5 separate regions of the Mus musculus genome follow, and regions 1, 2, 4 and 5 are each linked to region 3. Evidence: chromatin contacts called from public ChIA-PET, HiChIP or PLAC-seq and promoter capture Hi-C data. All regions are on one chromosome and are shown on one strand. The core of a region is the stretch at or near the end of the contact, and the rest is flanking DNA. Distances in the headings are between cores, read along the strand shown.

What was found. Promoter capture Hi-C pulls out the DNA fragments that hold promoters and counts their contacts. ChIA-PET counts read pairs in DNA pulled down with a chosen protein or histone mark. HiChIP or PLAC-seq counts read pairs in DNA pulled down with a chosen protein or histone mark.
Region 1: an RNA polymerase II ChIA-PET map of memory CD8 T cells shows a contact between it and region 3, with 23 read pairs. The contact joins the promoter of Tgfbr2 here to the enhancer-like site in region 3. A contact is called at or near these places in 1 of 39 promoter capture datasets (the C10 cell line), 3 of 484 Hi-C or Micro-C datasets (LSK cells, Th1 cells and pro-B cells) and 3 of 115 datasets of contacts at active chromatin or transcription factors (effector CD8 T cells, memory CD8 T cells and thymic regulatory T cells).
Region 2: an H3K27ac HiChIP or PLAC-seq map of regulatory T cell precursor shows a contact between it and region 3, with 5 times the contacts expected there. The contact joins two enhancer-like sites. A contact is called at or near these places in 2 of 484 Hi-C or Micro-C datasets (CD8 T cells and Th1 cells) and 4 of 115 datasets of contacts at active chromatin or transcription factors (astrocytes, memory CD8 T cells, regulatory T cell precursor and 1 more).
Region 4: a contact with region 3 is called in a promoter capture Hi-C map of pre-B cells. The contact joins the promoter of Cmtm7 here to the enhancer-like site in region 3. A contact is called at or near these places in 4 of 39 promoter capture datasets (the C10 cell line, hippocampal neurons, liver and 1 more), 1 of 484 Hi-C or Micro-C datasets (group 2 innate lymphoid cells) and 2 of 115 datasets of contacts at active chromatin or transcription factors (memory CD8 T cells and thymic regulatory T cells).
Region 5: an RNA polymerase II ChIA-PET map of memory CD8 T cells shows a contact between it and region 3, with 6 read pairs. The contact joins two enhancer-like sites.

Annotation. Positions count from the first base shown.
Region 1 is chr9:116,173,129-116,176,862 of GRCm38.p6, reverse strand. It overlaps Tgfbr2 (transforming growth factor, beta receptor II), which reads left to right and starts at 1,500. Exons shown (of 8, transcript NM_009371.3): 1 at 1,500-1,919. The coding sequence starts at 1,826. Gm40582 (a long non-coding RNA gene) reads right to left here and starts at 1,219. Exons shown (of 3, transcript XR_871320.3): 1 at 1,127-1,219; 2 at 844-952; 3 at 1-152.
Region 2 is chr9:116,364,563-116,367,885 of GRCm38.p6, reverse strand. No RefSeq gene overlaps it. Among named protein-coding and RNA genes, the nearest start is that of Gm31559, 27 kb to the left of the region's middle. Within about 2 kb of position 1,510, at least 116 of the 459 cell types and tissues checked have an H3K27ac peak or open chromatin away from gene starts, as enhancers often do. A contact at or near this core is called in CD8 T cells, Th1 cells, memory CD8 T cells and 2 more, where this site is marked.
Region 3 is chr9:115,609,614-115,613,338 of GRCm38.p6, reverse strand. No RefSeq gene overlaps it. Among named protein-coding and RNA genes, the nearest start is that of Gm39448, 47 kb to the left of the region's middle. Within about 2 kb of position 1,593, at least 75 of the 459 cell types and tissues checked have an H3K27ac peak or open chromatin away from gene starts, as enhancers often do. A contact at or near this core is called in CD8 T cells, LSK cells, Th1 cells and 6 more, where this site is marked.
Region 4 is chr9:114,780,388-114,783,705 of GRCm38.p6, reverse strand. Cmtm7 (CKLF-like MARVEL transmembrane domain containing 7) reads left to right here and starts at 1,713. Exons shown (of 5, transcript NM_133978.2): 1 at 1,713-2,038. The coding sequence starts at 1,904. Gm9888 (a long non-coding RNA gene) reads right to left here. Exons shown (of 3, transcript XR_003948087.1): 3 at 2,034-2,408.
Region 5 is chr9:116,212,473-116,215,824 of GRCm38.p6, reverse strand. No RefSeq gene overlaps it. Among named protein-coding and RNA genes, the nearest start is that of Gm4668, 25 kb to the right of the region's middle. Within about 2 kb of position 1,329, at least 59 of the 459 cell types and tissues checked have an H3K27ac peak or open chromatin away from gene starts, as enhancers often do. A contact at or near this core is called in memory CD8 T cells, where this site is marked.

The DNA of each region.
Region 1 (3,734 bases), core at 251-2,750, 560 kb before region 3:
CTAGAGAGGCCGCTCTGAGATGCAGAACATGTGCAGTTTCTACAGAGACCCAGAGTCAGTTCCCGGCACTCACATAGTCACCTCCTGGATGCGTGGCTTGTGCCGCCTTGGGTGACCCGAGTTCCAGAAGGTTCTATGTCCTTTTATAGCTTCTGCAACAGGCATGCACATGATGCACATACAGACATGAAAGCAAGGTACTCACACATACAGTAAAATGAACCCTTAAAAACAAATCAGGCAGCTAGGCAGTGGTGGCACACGCCTTTAATCCCAGCACTTGGAAGGCAGAGGCAGGCAGGCAGATTTCTGAGTTCGAGGCCAGCCTAGTCTACAGAGTGAGTTCCAGGACAGCCAGGTCTATACAGAGAAACCCTGTCTCAAAAACCAAAAAAACAAAAAAACAAAAACAAAAAAACAGGCCGTGCTGCACACAGACAGGCGCACGCGCGCACGCACACACACACACTGTAGAGATTGTCTCTGGAAAACATGGTCACCCCAGAAAGAATGGAAATTTTGATGGGTCTTCCTACTGATAGCCTTTCTACCTCCAGCCAAGTATTTTCTCTCCTTACTCGAATTATCTTATCGAAGAGCGATCATTGAAAAGCAGACTCCACCACCAAAGACACTTTTTTTTGTTGTTTTTTGGGTTTTTGTTTGTTTGTTTGTTTGTTTTCCCAGACAGTATAGCTTTGGCTGCCCTGGAACTCACTCTGTATAATAGGCTGGCCCTGAACTCACAGAGACCCGCCCACGTGTGCCATCATCGTCTGGCCCCAAACATACTTTAATTTCTTTAGTTTCTTAGAGGCAACACCCTGAAAATATCAGCCCTACCTTGATCACAGAGCTTCACCCAGCAAACCACGCCCAGGAAACGGTCCTTCCAATGGGAGGCTCTACCCAGGTGCTCATTAGACATGCAGACACTCTGGGTTCAGACCTACTGAACCAGAACCTGCAGGTTAGCTAAATTCACAACCCAACGTGATTAATACGCACATTAAACTCTGAGACAAACTCCTGGATTTTGTTCCACAGTAAAAAACAGTCCTTTACAACGTGATCACACATGCATGTACATAAAACTGAAACTAAGCTCTAGTGAAGAAGTGCTTACCTTTATTTTATTAGGGGAAGCAACGTGTTCGGGACTCTGAAGCTACATTTCAGAGCTCTCTCCTGGGTCTCAATGGAATTATGAAGCCCCTGGGAGTAATGCCTAGAAGGTGTGGGGGTGCCTGGAGGTGTATCAAGGAAAGTGGTTTACACCACTTTCGAGCTTGTTTTGCGAAAAGTGCGCTTAGTCACTTCTGAGTTTGAACTTGGAGCCCAGACTTGGCGGGGTGGGGGTTGCGTGGGAGCGCTGGGAGTGGGCAGCTAAAAGTTTGTAGAGTCCAGGCAAGGTCCAATCCAGCGGCCTTGATTGGCGGCCGGAGGAAGGCGAGGGCTGGAAGCTGGAGGAGAGGGCCGGAGCTGGAAGGCTCTCCGGCGGCGAGAGGTCCTGCCCAGCTGTTGGCGAGGAGTTTCCTGTTTCCCTCTCGGCGCCCGGGTAAAGTTGATGAGTGAGTCACTCGCGCGCACCGACCGACGACACCCCCCGCGCGCGCACACGCTCGCCTGGGGGACGGAGCCCCAGCCTCCTGCTCAGCTCTCCTCGGCCGCCGGGGGCCTCCTCCGGGCCTCCGAGCTCCGGGGATCGCCGGCCACATCTGGCCCGCATCCTGAGAGGGCGAGGAGTAAAGGCGCAGCCCGGGGTCCCCGAGGCTCGGTTCGTGGCGCACCAGGGGCCGGTCTATGACGAGCGACGGGGGCTGCCATGGGTCGGGGGCTGCTCCGGGGCCTGTGGCCGCTGCATATCGTCCTGTGGACGCGCATCGCCAGCACGATCCCGCCGCACGTTCCCAAGTCGGGTGAGTGAGTGGCCAGGGCGCGACCCTGGGGGTTCACTGGGGCTCCCCGCTCCTCCTCCAGCCCCCAGGGCAGCGATTGACAGTCGGCCGCGGGACCCGGTGCGAGAGCGGAAACGGGAAGTTTGTAGCGGCCCGAGTCGGTTCAGGCCCGCGGGGATCCGGGCAAGATCTCTCGCAAAAGAGCAGGACAGTCCACTTGCAGGGGACTTGGGGACGCTCCTGACCCCCTTTGTGCGCGCACGAAAGGCCAGGTCGGCCGCGAGGGGCCTGGAGCCCCGGAAAGGGAAGTTTAAGAAGTTGGAACTTGGAGGAGCATCGGCAGGGGACTGGACGCCCAGCTGCTGCACACCTGGGCCGCTTACTGCCCTAGACACCGCGACTGAGCCAGACTCTCAGTCCTCAGCTTTGCCATCTCGGGAGGGATTCTGGGCCGTGACTCACTGGATACAAGTTAGAGAAGAGAACTGATCTCTATCCTCGCTGATTCCTGGCCTGCCGGGATGAGGACCCAGTGAGGGTGGTCAGGTTGATGGCTGAGAAAAATCTAGTGCATGCCTACTAAGTGATGGACTATAGGGATGCTGCCTGGAATGAAAGATCTCAGCAGCTACTATTCAATGGAAACACCTAACCCAGGTTGTCCTCCAGGTCCCATCGCAGGGGTTAGTTAAGGGAGAAAAGCAGGCTCTAGGGCTCCTTCCTAAGGGTTTGCTTGGAAAGTTTAAAATCTGGCATTTTAACTCTAAAGTTAGAGTTAGGGCCACGATCTGGGCAAGTCACATGACTCTGGGCCTCAGTTTTCCCTACTGTACAATGCAGTGGTTCAGTTTGTGAAAGTTTACACTCTTTTCATCACTGGCTTTCCATGACCTTCCCTAGTAACTAAGAGGATGGCCAGGGTCGATTTGGGGTGAAATGCAGAGATTGCGGTGGCCGTGTGTGTGTGTGTGTGTGTGTGTGTGTGTGTGTGTGTGTGTGTGTTGGGGAGCGCGGAAGTAGGGTGCAAGAGAGCTCGTTGCAGACATCGGTAGTTGAGGTGATTTAAGAGTTTTGGATCGTGTTGCAAACAGCAGTGGACCATTTCAGAAGGGAAGAGCCACACAAAGGGAAACAGCAAAAATCCTAACAGGTTTTAGTCCTGTTGCTTCATAAAGTCCGCGTTCGTGTCGTTGGTTTCCATTGAAGTGCAGTTCCAGAAAGGTCAACTGTCTCTCATGTTAACCCAGGCCCTTAAAGCTGGCTTGGGAGATTTAGCTCAGTGGCTAAGAGTGTTTGCTGTGCAAGCTTGAGGACGTGAGTTCAAATCCCGAGGGCCCATATGCAAAGTTGGGTGTGGTTCTTTGCCAGCCCAGCACTAGTGAGAGAAGACTGGAAACCCTTTGGAAATTGCTCGATGCCAGGTTAGCTCTAGGTTCGGAGAGAGACTCAAAGAGAGTGATAGAGACTCATGGAGAGTGACAGAGGACCCCTGGTCTCCTCCTCTGCCCCTTCCTGTGCTCACAAACCCTACCCCAAGCACATATAGACACACACAAGAAAAAAAAATTAAAAGAAAAAAAAAACCCTGCTGGGTTTTGCTGAAGACCATCAGAAAGAATATCCTTCCCTTTGTGTACATAAAACGTTTGCTTTAGCTCGAGAAGAACCGAAGTCCAGAGGCCCCAGTTTGAGTTTTGTTTACAAGATTAAGATTTGTGATTTTCGAATTCCAGGCTTTGTAGCTTGTGAGTCATATTTATGCACAGTTTTAAACAATTAGCTGACTGACTTGGTGGATCTTTTTAATTTGGGCTTTAAATAGTTTTATAAGACGGA
Region 2 (3,323 bases), core at 261-2,760, 750 kb before region 3:
GGACAGGGAGAAGGGAATGGATGAGGAGGAGAGGAGAGAGGACAGGGAGAAGGAAGTAGTAGAGAAGAGAGGACAGGGAGGAGAGAAGGAAGGAGGAGAGAGAGGACAGGGAGGAGGGAATGGAGGAGGAGGAGAGGAGAGAGTGTGGGATGGTGGACCATGCCAGGAAGCTTGGTAGGTAGAGCAGGTCCAAGTCCCCAGAAACTCAGGGTACACACCTGAGAAGGTGGGCAGCTTCCTGCTCCCTGGCCTGGAACATGTGACACGCTTCCCTCATAAGGAAATAAGAAAGAGAAAGAAAGAAAGAAAGAAAGAAAGAAAGAAAGAAAGAAAGAAAGAAAGAAAGAAAGAAAGGAAGGAAGGAAGGAAGGAAGGAAGGAAGGAAGGAAGGAAGGAAGGAAGGAAGAAAGAAAGAAAGAAAGAAAGAAAGAAAGAAAGAAAGAAAGAAAGAAAGAAAGAAAGAAAGGAAGGAAGAAAGGAAGAAAGGAAGAAAGGAAGAAAGGAAGAAAGGAAGAAAGAGAAACAGAGACATAACCATGAGAAGTAACACACACCTCAGAATGCAGAAGGGCTTTCCCATTTTTCCATTAGAAGGCATCTTGCATTGTCCTGGTTGCCAGCATCTCACTGGGCCCCTTGCAAAAGGTTTCGTCTCTGTTTTGTATTTTGAAGAGGAAGGTAGACAAAGTAGTGTTCCTTAATCATATGTGGAGTTCATTTCACCAAATCAGACCATTAAAGAGGAAAGCCTGCGTAAAGGAGAATCCAGCCTATTACCTGGGAGTTAACTCCTCCATGCAATCTCAGATTTCATTCCAATTCCTAAAGCTCTTCCTCAGAAGCCTTCTCTAGTGGGAGTGCTGGGTTGCCTCTACCCAGCTCTCTTATTACAAGGAAAGAAACCTCACTGTAGCAGTAGGTCGAGCATGGCTTCTGAGTGAGCACTGGCACATGGCACAGGATGATGACATCGCTGGCCCTCGGTCTCCGAACCTCCCATACTGAGTAACAGTATTTACATCAAAAGGTAACAATGGCCGGGCGGTGGTGGTGCACGCCCTTAAACCCAGCACTTGGGAGGCAGAGGCAGGCAGATTTCTGAGTTGGAGGCCAGCCTGGTCTACAAAGTGAGTTCCAGGACAGCTAGGGCTATACAGAGAAACCCTGTCTCAAAAAGCTAAAAAGAAAAAAAAAAAAAAAAAGGTAACAATGAATTGAAGGAAGATACAGAGGAAATACCAACTGAGATTATTTTTCTTCTTTCACATTCTTTCTCCTTCAGTTTCAAACTAATTGGCTTGCTAACATGGTCTCTAAGGCCGCCTCAAACTTTATGGTTTTTGGAGGTGAGACCTTTTGCTGGAAATACTTTTTTATATTCAGTCTGTTTTCCTGGTTGCATTTCCTGTAAAAAAGTTGCAAGAATCGTCAGAGAATGGAGACAAAGAGGAAAGGGAGCAGAGGAAGTGGCAGCGTGGCTTCCTGTGTGTCTGCGTCACCAACTGCAGCTGCTGTGGTTTGCACGAAGGAAAGCTCCGGACAGCCCCTAGAACAGCGACTGCAGAAGCCACTCTGCAGACACTCAAAGCGGGCATAGTTCAAAAATGGGAACTGGGAAGGATGCGGAGCCAGTGAGGATGTCTGAGGGACATAGAATCAAAGAAAAGTCACCCAGAGGAAGGAAGGGAAAGAGAGGTTATGAACAAGGGACGGAAAGAAGAAAGAAGGGGGAGAGAGGGAGGAAGAAGGAGTAGTCATTTCAACTCAGCTGTAGTTTGGCACTTTATCAGGAATACAAGTACATTGTACCATGTCCCCAATAACACAGAGCATAAACACTTGACTCCATTTTACATGTAGTCAGCCAATGAGCTGATCAAGTCAGGACACACAAAGACAAGGGACTCTGATGGCTGCCCCTCTTACATGCTGATTCCCAGTGGGGTGAGCCAGATGTACAGCTCAAACTAGAGTCATCAAAAGTAGGGAGATAGCTCAAAGGGTAAACCACTTGCTGCCAAACCTGACCGTCTGAGCTGGGTTACAGGGCACACATGGTGTTGGGAGAATTTTTACACAGAATGAGAAAGTTTATTACACATACAAGGGATAGGGAGAAGCGGGGAGAGAGAGAAGAAGAAGGAGAAGGAGGAGAGGAAGACAACAGTGACGACAACAGCACTCAATGCAAAGGTCACAGATGTGGGGCTGGTACTTTGTATTCCAGCCTTAGTGTCACAGGCAATTAGGCTGCAAATAGATTCTGAAAAAATAATAATTGCATAAATCAAAGTTCTATTTACTTTCTTATATCAGTATTGATTCTACGTGTCCTTATCCAATTAATATTCCGCAGCTCTCACTGCCTACCCCCTGCAGCCTCGCGCTCTCTGAGCCAGGAGCCCATCTGTGCCTGCATGTCAGGAAGATGCTCTCTGAAATAAGGCAGCTCCCGAGAAAGCGCAGAGCACCAGGAGCCTGAACTCCTGTGCTCACCTCCGTTTGTTTCTAGATCCAGCTGCTCCTGAGACCTCCTGGTTCCCTCTAGGTTTTCTAACTCTAACTTTGCTCCCTAAGCGAAGGATCGAATAGCACTGATTAACTCTGCAGACTGATAAATGCCCTTGTGCTTGGCAGCACTGTGAATCATAGCTATTGACTAGCACTGAGATTTGCAGGCACTGGCAGACATGGGAAGGCTGATGGGAAGGGGAGGAGTGAGCTTTCTGTGGAGGATCCTGGGATTTCATGGGAAAGAAGATTTTCAAAGTGTAAAAGGTCAAGGTTTGAGGGAACCCGAACACCACCAAGCCTGTCAACTGGCGCACCACTTCTGGGACTCACGTGGTAAGAGAACAGCCTTCTGCAAGTTGTCTTCTGATCTTCATAAAGCTCTGCAGCACACACATGCGTGTATACACATGCACACATGCTCACACATACACATGTGCACGTGCACACACACACACAGCTCTGCAGCACATACACGCATGTACACACAAGCACACATGCTCACACACACACATACATACATACATACATACATACATACATACACAGATGCATGCACACACACAGCTCTGCAGCATGCACATAGGGAAATCTGTAATTCTTGGCACCATATTCTCTTAGATTGTTTTTTAAAATGTGTATGGGTATTTTGACTAGTTATATGTGTGTACACTGTACACACCTGGTGTCCTTAGCAGAGGGTGTGGGATCTCCTGAAGCTAAAGTTACGGGTGACTATGAGAGACCACGTGGATGCTAGGAAGCCAACCTTGGTGGGTTTTTTTTTTTTTTTTTGCAAGAGCAGCAGGTTC
Region 3 (3,725 bases), core at 344-2,843:
CTAAATCTGATTCACACCTATCTTAGTAGGGCCCATGGGCTAAAATAACTTGTGGACATTTATTTCTTTTTGTCTTTGTTCATTAAATACCATCCAATAAATTCTTCTATTTTGGCCGCTGGCCAAGGAAGCCTAAGTGTTTAGATATAAACACTTTTCCTATGGCCCTTTTATAGGGGAGACCTACTAACCTCTGTCACGGCATATCAGACAGGCCTGACCAGGAAACCTGCAGCTATCTAGGCCACTGTAAGGGCGTGGGGGTGGGGAGCTCGTTATCAAGATTGGTTACCTCAGAGTCGTTAGAGTATAGGAGGTTAACAGAACACAGCAAAGAACATAGAGAAGAAGCAGGAGGCAGGACGTGGCCACTACCTGCCCTGGAGGGAGAGGGAATATGGTGTAACTGGCTAATTAAGAAAGGGGAGTGAAGGTTCTTACTCTCTTGACCATAATTTCACACTGGTACTTCTGGCTGAAGTCAACCAGAAAGCTGTTGACCAGGGATGCTAGAGAATGCAGCTTCCTGCAACACAGAGAAACAAAGAAAAGGGCGTGGCCTATCTGTGTTTAGAGCAGATGCAGATGGGCAGATATGGAGATCACCAAAGCCTGCCTTTCAGTTTGAGGAAAGTGTCCACTGTGAGAATCAGTACTATTACCCATATGTGTGCTACTGTGAGCTTCTGCCCTGCCCTTGGGTCCATTTTGGATTGTCTAGGCTAAACATGTGTAAGGAAACAGTCAGATGGATTTCCTTGATGCCGTGACAAAGGCAACTAAAGAAATGAAGGGTTTATTCTGCCCCTGGTCTGAGGTGAGTGAGCTATAGAGCCAGGAGTGTGAGGCAGTGTGTCATATTGTATTGAATCGGAAGCACAGAGATGGGGACACCAGTGCTCAGCTCAGTTTTTCCTTTTAATTCAGTTCAGGGTGCCACTGTATGACATAGTGCCACCCACAGTTAAGAGTAGGCATTTATGCCTCAACTAATCCAATCCAGAAACCCCCTCATAGATAAGATGGAGGATGTCCCATGGTGATCCTAACTCCCACCCTGTTGGCAATGAGGATTAAGAACAGCGCTGCATTAAACTGGCTTAGACCAGAAGTTTTGAGTAAGGACTGAAATGAGATGACACTTGTGACTAATTAAGAAAGGCGAACACATGAGGTAGACCCAGAAAGTTCTACAAGCTCCTTCTCTCCAATGACATCCCCCATGCTGCTTACCACACAGGCCAGAAACATGGCGAGACTATGAGTTTGCTGGGCAAACTCCCATGATGCTTTGGGTCCACGAGGACATTTTTCCTAGAGGTGGGTAAATTGTTAGAAGAATTGCATCTGCCTGCTTCATACAGAGTTTTCTTCCACACCTGTCTGCTGTGCCAACCTCTAAAACCACAAGCGTGACAGCTTAGTTTAAAGAGCTTCCTCTTTTAAATGCCAGCCAATGAAGTCAATGGCGGATGTAATAACATAAAGAACAAAGCCACTATGGAAAACTTTTTGTCCCCTTGAATGTCACATGCTGGCATAAAAAGGTGCAGAGACTGACACGGGCTACTCCCTCAAGACAGCATCCAAACACAGCCTCAAGGACTGGCTGCTTAGAGATTGACCACATCCAGATTCTGCCCAGGTAAACACTGACTCCCAAGCATAAAAGGCTCTCGGAGCCTCTTTGAAGCTTTCTAGGGGCCAGTGTACCTTCTGCCTTCAACCACCTCCTGAATAGGTGTGCCTCTGCCTCTCCTCTTCTTGTAACTTGCCAGGGTTTGGCCGTGACATGGATGAATAAGGCAGTAAATGTGGGATTTGGTCTCACAGCCCAGCCTCCCTCATATTCTGCTCCTCACAGTCTTGTTTCTGTATGAAAGTTGTCAGTTCAGAGAGAGCGAGAACAAGAGGAAGAGGCTCTTCCTACCAAGATGATGTCTTCCTTCCCAGGACAGTCTGTCACAGAGTCCCTAAGGGAATGTTGGGCTAGAGGTTAGCTTCTAAGCAGAATGGTTGATACTAACCTAGAATAACTCCAATGATTGACACAGTTTTAAAAAAAGTATCACCTTTGAATGTACTTAACATTTTGCTTTTAATTGACTTGCATTTTTATTTAAATCCATTTAAGAGAAATCTTATATATATATAACAAATGCAAAATTAATATAATGTTCTAGAACTAGAAGGTAACCAGGAAAACAAAATAAGGTTATCCTGAGCCTCAGAAAGCCGAGAATCAGGGGGTGGGGGTTGGTTGCAAATAGGGAGAGGGCTGGTAAAGATTTACTGTTGCCTGGGTGATGATATTGCTCAACAGGTAAAAGTGCTTGCCTCCAAGTCTGACGACCTATTGTAGCTTGTGGTCTTTTTTTTTTTTTTTTTTGTAGCTTGTGGTCTTATCTACCCCGCTTTATGCTCCTGGGCAGGCTGCACTTCCAGCCACCCACCCAGGGAAACTTTGGATACTCGGATAAAAGACAACACATATTAGCTTATTTTTAATGTGCCTTGCTAGCTCAATGGTTGGACACTTGTTAGCCTCTTGCCTTGTACCTCAGGCCTAATCAAGGAAGCGGCCAGTGGCCACTTATCTGAGATATGACACGGTTGGTTGGCTTTCTCTCCTGAAGCTCCAACATCCCTTCTGTCTCCCTCTTGAACATGGAAAATCTCCCTCTGCTCCCTCCTCTCTCCTAGCCTTTCTGCCCAGCCATTGGCTACTGACTCTTTATTGACTGATCAAAAACCAATTGGGGACAAGGACCTTTAGTGTATAGGCACACAGATCCCCGATTAAGTCAAAGCATCCCAACATCAACCTACAACCTTTGTTCCATCCCCAGCACCCACATGGCAGAAGGGGAAGACATAAGCCCCGCAACCTATCCTCTGACCTCCATATGCTCACCATGATAGGCACCCACATGCATGTGCTCACATGTGTGCACACTTACAACTGAAGACATGTAATAGAAAGGAAATGCTGGTACGAAAATAAAATGGTTTCTCGTAAACACCTGGAAGGATTGAAGGACCAGACTGGGGAGCGGCTGGTAGAGTCTGTGTCCTGTTGCCGTTTCTGATCTCATTGTTGTAACCACAGGAAAAATCTGCTTTGGCTCACAGGAGAGAGCACGTTCCATCACAGCAACAAAGGCACCGAGGACTTCAGGATGGGGGAAGCATGCAGCAGACACTGCAGGCATCTTAAAAGGTCAAGAAATAATGCAGACAGGAAGTGGAACCAGTCTGTAAAACCTCAAGGCCCACCTCCAGAGACACACTTCCTCCACGGAGGCTTCCATTCCTAAACACTCTACAACCTTGAAACAGCAATACCAACTAGGAACCACCAAATATTCAAATGCACCCATGAGCCTGTGGGAGACATTTCTTATTCAAAAGACAAGAAGTGACTATGCCAATTCTGTCTGGGGGCAGACAAACCAGGACTAGTAGACTTTGAGATCTGTGCAAGCTAAGTGAAGCCAGGGACCAGGAAGACAGGCCAAAGACAAAAGCCATGTTATCAACATGCTAAATGAGAGTGTGGGAAGGGTGTCATGTTGTCTACTTCAATTTTGTTACTGTGATGAATATCCTTGTCAAAAGCAACTTACAGGAGGAAAGGAATTATTATACCTTACAATTCCATAGTGTGGTCCATCACTGCGGGAAAGTCACGGAGACAGGAACTCAAAGTAGCTAGCTACATGCAC
Region 4 (3,318 bases), core at 464-2,963, 830 kb after region 3:
GTGAGACCGTGTCTCAAAGGCAAGTACACAAAAAGTGACCTGTAAGCAGGACACTGTCATGGGCAGGGAAGGTTTGATACATCTGATACGGTTGATGCTGTAAGCTGGGACCTATGCAAAGGTAGGTACTTAGAATACATGAGAGAAGAGGAGACTGTGGGGTTTTTGGCGTTATAAGGGGTAACCATTTTGGCTGAGCATATTAGCAAAATGTATAGTCTGATCTCTGGCCATTTTAACTTTTGATGAGGCTTCAATCTTGTTGACTATCAAAACAAAAAAGTCTTCCTTGGACTGGAGAGATGACTCATTGAATGATTAAGAGCACCAGCTGCTCTTCCAGAGAACCCAAGTTCAATTCCCAGCCTGCACATGGCAACTTAAAACTGTAACTCCAGCTTTGTAATTTCTTCTGGCTTCTGCAGGCACCCGGCACACACATGGCGCACAGAGCTAGATGTGGGCAGAACACCCATACACATAAAATAAATTCACTAAGTTAAAAAAAAAATCAAAGAATCTATTTAAAAAAAAAAGTCTTAGGCAGTAGTGGCACACGCTTTTAACCCCAGTACTGGGGAGGCAGAGGCAGACAGATCTCTGAGTTTGAGGCCAGCCTGGATTCCAGAGTGAGTTCCAGGACAGCCAGTAATATACAGAGAAACCCTGCGTGTGGGCAGGGAGCATAAATTAGGACTAACCTGGTGTTGTTTGACTTCTAACACTGAGACAAACAAACTTCTATTCACCCCAGGTCCAATAACAGACCAGGAAAAGAAAAGTAAACATTCCATCATGAGACAAAAGAATCTCTCCTCTTTTCTTAGGCTGCTTTTATCAGACATTTTCTATGTCCTGAGATAGACGAATCTCTCTTCACCGAAGAGTAAGGTAGACAGAGTGACAGAGCAGGACACTAGACATCCTCCACTGGCCTCTGTATACACACACACACACACACACACACACACACACACACATACATACTTAAAAAGATGTACTGCGATGCTGAGAGTGGTGTCCTGATTAGCTTTAACTGTCGACTTTGACAGTGCCTAGAGTCACCTCGGTTGGGTATGGTATCATTCCAGCACCCGGGAAGCAGAGGCAAGGAGAATACCTGCGAGTTTGAGGCTAGCTGGGTTTATACAGGAGTTCCAGGTTAGCCAGTGGTACACACTGAGAGCCTGGCTTGTTTGTTTGTTTTGTTTGTTTTTGAGGCAGGATCTCTCTGTGTAGTCCTGGCTGTCCTGGGGCTCACTATGTAGACTAGGTTGACCTCGAACTCACAGAGATCCTCCTGCCTCTGCCTTCCTAGTGCTGGAATTAAAAATAAGTGCTACCCAACTCTGGCAAGAGAGAGTATGTTTTTAGAAAGAAAGAAAAAAAGGCAAAAATAACAACAACAAAAAAAAATAATAAGAAAGAAAGCAGAATGGTGGGAGGGTGGGGGAGGAAGGTCCTGAGGCGATGGACCTGTTTTTATTGCTGTAGGTGATGGTGGCACAGGTGCGTGCCCCGTGCACACACACAGAAGCAGAAATGAACAGCGCAGCACGGTATGCTCAGGGCATTTCCCCCTACTCGTGTCAGTACCTAGTAGCAGCCGCACCCACACAAAAAATCCCTGGAGGCTCATCACCAGCTGTGACCTGGGCGGTGCGCTCCTGGGAGAGGCCAGGGCCCCAGGCGTCCGGTTTCCTGCCCACGCCAGTCCAACTTCCGCGTGTCTAGAGGGCAGGGGCTTGCGGGGCATCTGCTCCCGAGTCCTCTCCGGGTCCGGCCGCAGCTGGGAAGAGGGAGCCGTGCGCCCCGCCCCTGAGGCTCCGCCCCGTCCCGTCCCAGCTTCACCGGCCAGAGGTCCCCGGGCCTCGGAGGCGGCCAGCCCGGGCTGGGTCGCGCGATGTCTCATGGATCGGGGCTCGTCCGGACCACGTGCAGCAGCGGCGGCGCGCTGGGGCCAGGCCAGCCCTCGGAGGGACTGCTGGACCGGGTGTACCCGCTCACCCACGGCGCCCTGTTCAAAGTGGCGCAGATGGTAAGAAGAGTGGAGTGGAACCTGGGGACCCGTACACGGGGCTGCACCTGGCCCGGACCTTGGGAGCACCGCGCGCCCCTTTGATGCCCCAGTGTCCCCCTAGAAAGTTCCGGGAACAGCCGACAGGATCCCTGGCCCCCTCACTTCTCCAGCTGCCTCCCTACCGGGCCCAGCTCACTTCCCCACCGAAACCCGGGGTGCGAGTTCCTCCTCGTCTTCCTTCCTCTTCTCCAGGCCGCACGTCTCGCACCCGGGCTGGGGGAGGGAGAGTCTCCTGCTATCCCCTGCCATCTCCAGGCCGCGCACGGGCTCCCGCCCGAGAGGGTAGAGCTCGGCGACAAGAGGGCTCGGCTTGACTTTCGAATCTCTGCTGGGGATCGGGAGAAGCGCCGCCTTTCAGACCATCGCCAGGTCCCCTGCGCCCTGTCAGCCTTCCGAGGCGCCTCAGAAGGCAGAACTAGTTAACTAGGTTAACTAGGCAGGCTTGTGGCTAGGGGGCTTCTGGTGCTCGCTTGGAGCCAGGCAGGGCAAGGCGAGCAGCCGGCTGTTACTGTGACCAGAGCTGCACAAAAGCTTCTGGCCCGACCAGAAGTTTACCAGGCCTGATCCTGTTCGCTCTCTACCCACCCTTCTTTTTTCCCTCCCGTTTTTGTTTTTCAACCTCTGTGCAAATGTCTCGTCTACAATACCTTTTCTGTTTGTGTGGTGTGTTTTGAAACTGGGCTGGGCCGTTTGAATTCCCTACTTATCATGGGTGGAGAGGGGAGTGGTGGTTTGTAGAAAGCTGCGGAGAGATGTAGGGACCCCAGTGCAAGGTCACAGACCCGGAAGCTGGGACCTGCCAGCGAAGCTGGAGCAGCCTCCCCCCTCCCCGACCCCCCCCCCCCGGGGCTGGTACAGGGCCAGAGCTTTGTGCCTTCCATAACCGTTATTTTGGATGCCTAGAGTGTAGAAAGGTGGGAGGAAGACGTTCCGCCTCTCCTGAGAAGGGTGCCTAAATGGACCAAGATTGGGACACAGGCAGTTTTAATACGGAACTAAAAAGGTCTGGTGCTAAGCAGTCTTGGATTTGAGTGGATGGTGTGTGGGACCCAGGCTAAGGGCTTTGATCAGCCAAATAAAAGCCCGAGAGGCCACCTCTTTGATCATTAAAGGATGGTTGGAGTCAAAGAGACTTTACAGTCTTACGCCCATGCGAAGACGAGGGCCGCGGCAGAGATTTGGATCAGGCCTCTGCCTTGATCCATAAGGGAAGCCGATGGGAAGGGAATGCCCTTGCT
Region 5 (3,352 bases), core at 80-2,579, 600 kb before region 3:
GTGCAATCAGGCCGATCAAGGAAATGCCTCCTGAAACAGCAAGTCCCAGGCCCAGTGGGAGGCCCTGTTTCTAAAAGGTGGAGAGAGTGACTTAAGAAGACACCTGAGGGAGGTCACCTGCTCCTGGACAGGTGAGAAAGTGAGAGGTGGAGGGAAGTGTTTCAGTTCATTCTCTCTTCTTGGAGTTTCTCAAGAAAATGATTAACATAGACATAAGCCCAGCATTAGAAGAGAGAGATGATAGACAGATGACTGATGAAAGATAGATTAGATAGATAGATAGATAGATAGATAGATGATAAATAGAAAGATGGTAGATGACAGATAGATAGGTAGATAGATAGATGATAGATTGATGATAAATAGATAGATGATAGATAGATAGATAGATAGATGGATAGTTGATAAATAAATAGATGACAGATAAATAGATGATAGATAGATAGATAGATAGATAGATAGATAGATAGATAGATAGATGATAAATAGAAAGATGGTAGATGATAGATAAATAGATAGATGATAAATGATAGATAGATAGATAGATAGAAAGATAGATAGATAGATTGATTGATTGAAGAAAGGGTTAGTCCATACTCCCAAGGCATCAGTATGGACTTCTCAACAGAGAAAGCTATGAAGGGAAGACCCAACACATTTGCTATAACAAAGAAATGTAATTCGGTAAAAGTTGATGCTTTCATAGCGAATCGCATGCTTACAAACTCTTTGAAGTGACCCAAGAAAAGAAAGAAGTGAGAAGACCTAATACACTGCATTTTAGAACAGGCAATCAGGTTAGGCCTGAGGCTTCAGTTCCCACAAGGACAGTCCAGGCTTCTCAGAAACAAAACAAAACAAAACAAAACAGACACCACACAGACAAAGGGCAGCCAATCAGCAACTGCTCCAACATCTGGCCAGGGCCTCACAACGAATATCAAAAAGTCCCTGTAAAGTAACCCTCTCTCCCTCGAGGTATGAACCAATCAGAAGTATACAATATCCTATACCATAAGCTCAACCAATACTGATGAAGGTGACCCAACCACAACTGGAAAACCCTAATTGGCTTTTAAAAAGGCCTGTGAGCTCCAAGGTCACCATTTCGTTTGGATGGTTGGCTTCCCTCAAGCTAGCTGTTTCTGCAGAATAAAGTCTCTTTGTCTTTACATACTATTGAGTCTGAGATCTTCTTCCAGTGATTCTCAGAACCCTTACAGAAGCACAATTCTTTCCCAGGTAGCAACAGAAGACATGAAAGAGAGAGCTAGCTAGGAAGGAGAAGAGACCAATGCTTCAAAGACCCAAACCACAGTAGGTCACACGGCAGCATCTCCAGCTGCCAGCAGGATGTATCTCGTCAGTGACACCGGAAGGAGACCCCTGCTCTGCTGTCCTATGTGTAAAAGTGTTTTTTTTTTTCTGTATACATGTCTGTATGCCACATATATGCGGCCAGAAGATCGTGACCGATTCCCTGCAGTGGGAATTAGAGACAGTTGTGAGCTGCTGTTTGGGCTCTGGGAATTTAACCCAGAACCTCTGCAAGAGCAGTCAGAGCTGTCTCTCCAGGCCTTTATCCTTTCTAAGGAAGCTGGAAAAAGACCTTACAGAAAAACAAGCTCCCAAGGAAAGGCCTCTGGGCTTTCCACACAGACTGGGGGCTTGGGAGGGACGTTTCAAAACAGGGGCCAAGAGGAATAGAAGAGTTAGGGGGGTGGGGAGGGGTGCTGGGAAATGCTCACTTGTGGGGATGACCTGGCCATTGCACACTGGACCCTACAGAAGCCAAGGTCAAAGTGTTAAATTTTCCAGCGGGGAGTAAGGGTTCCTGAGGCCCCACTCCCTGCTGAGAAGTTGCTGGCTAGGGGTGAGGGAAGGGAGTCACTATGCTTTGAGGTGTGGCCACTGGTGGGTTGCTCATGTTCAAGTGGATGCTACCCCCATCCATTCACACATGGACAACACTAACTGGACTCAGTGGATTAATTAATTGATTGATTGATTGATTGATTAATAATTGTAACTAGAGATCATAAAGTTGGGAGGCGTGGCAGAAGGGAATGCAGGGGAGATTTGGAGATAAGAGTATGGGGTTGAATATGATTGAGGTGACTTGTATGCATTTAGAAAAATTTCAAAGAATAAACAAAAAAATGTTATTTAAAAAAAATGCTGAAGAGGTGAGATCTAGTGAGCGGCAGGCACGAAATGAACCTAGAACTGTCTCCTCAAGGCATGTTCTGGGCCCTTCTTCCCAGCTGCTGCCTGCCAGAAGAGCTGCTCTGCGGAGAGCTCGAGGAGGAAGGCTTTGGAATGTGCTCTCTGAAGCAGTTGCCAACACCTCCCTGCATTTGTGTCTTTGTCCAGGGACAGGAACAGCAGAATGGCCCCTAACGCAGCAGAACAATGACCCATTTATTCTGATATCCTGTCTCCTGCACAGGCTTTTGAGAAAGGGCTAAACACCACAAGAGCTCCCTATTGTGTGCCACTTGCCAGACTCTAGAGTTGGGGGACCTTGGGGAGTGTGGGAAGGGTGGCTTTCTTCCTGAAACATATAGGATGTGTAAACAATAGCCAGGCACTTGTCCCCTCCATTTGGAGAGATTTGTGAGCAGTGGAAAGTGGGCTGTGGATAGAAACAGCACACAGGCACGAACACACACACACACACACACACACACACACACACACTCCCATGCACATAGGCACTCAGGCATGCACAACATGCACTAGCACCATTATCTTTTATTTTTTAACTTGTGTGCATGTGCGCATGCGCGTGCACTCACATGTATATGTGACATATGTGTGGAGATGTGCCCATACCACAGCACATGTGTGGAGCTCAAAGAACAATTTCTGAAGCTACTCTTCTCCACCCATCTCTTGGAGCCAGGGTTTTTCTCCCTGGGGCCGCTGTGCTGTGCACTCCTGGGTAGACAGCCCAGGTGACTCTCCTGCCCTGCCTCCTCCCTTCCACAGGATTAGAGAAGCTCACTGCTTCTCATCTCAGGCCTGCAGGAGAAGGGTTTGTTTCCACCTCATCTGAGCTTAATCATTCAACCCCCAGTAATTCTCACACACTCAGTCTCCACCCCTACATGGTGAGCTCAATGCACACGGATAACACACCGGAACAATAGGCGCTGTCTAATTTTAGCTGAAGGATAGGGCATTTTTTTTCCTGGTGACTTGATATCAATTTATCATCCATCCCTGGGGTGGGTTGGGGGGAAGATTAAAAACAAACAAACAAACAAGACAACACTATAAAGCAAAGTACCCAGCAAGTAGCGGGAGACTTATCAATCTATGTTCTTGAAGATTCAACAGGGCTGAGTGT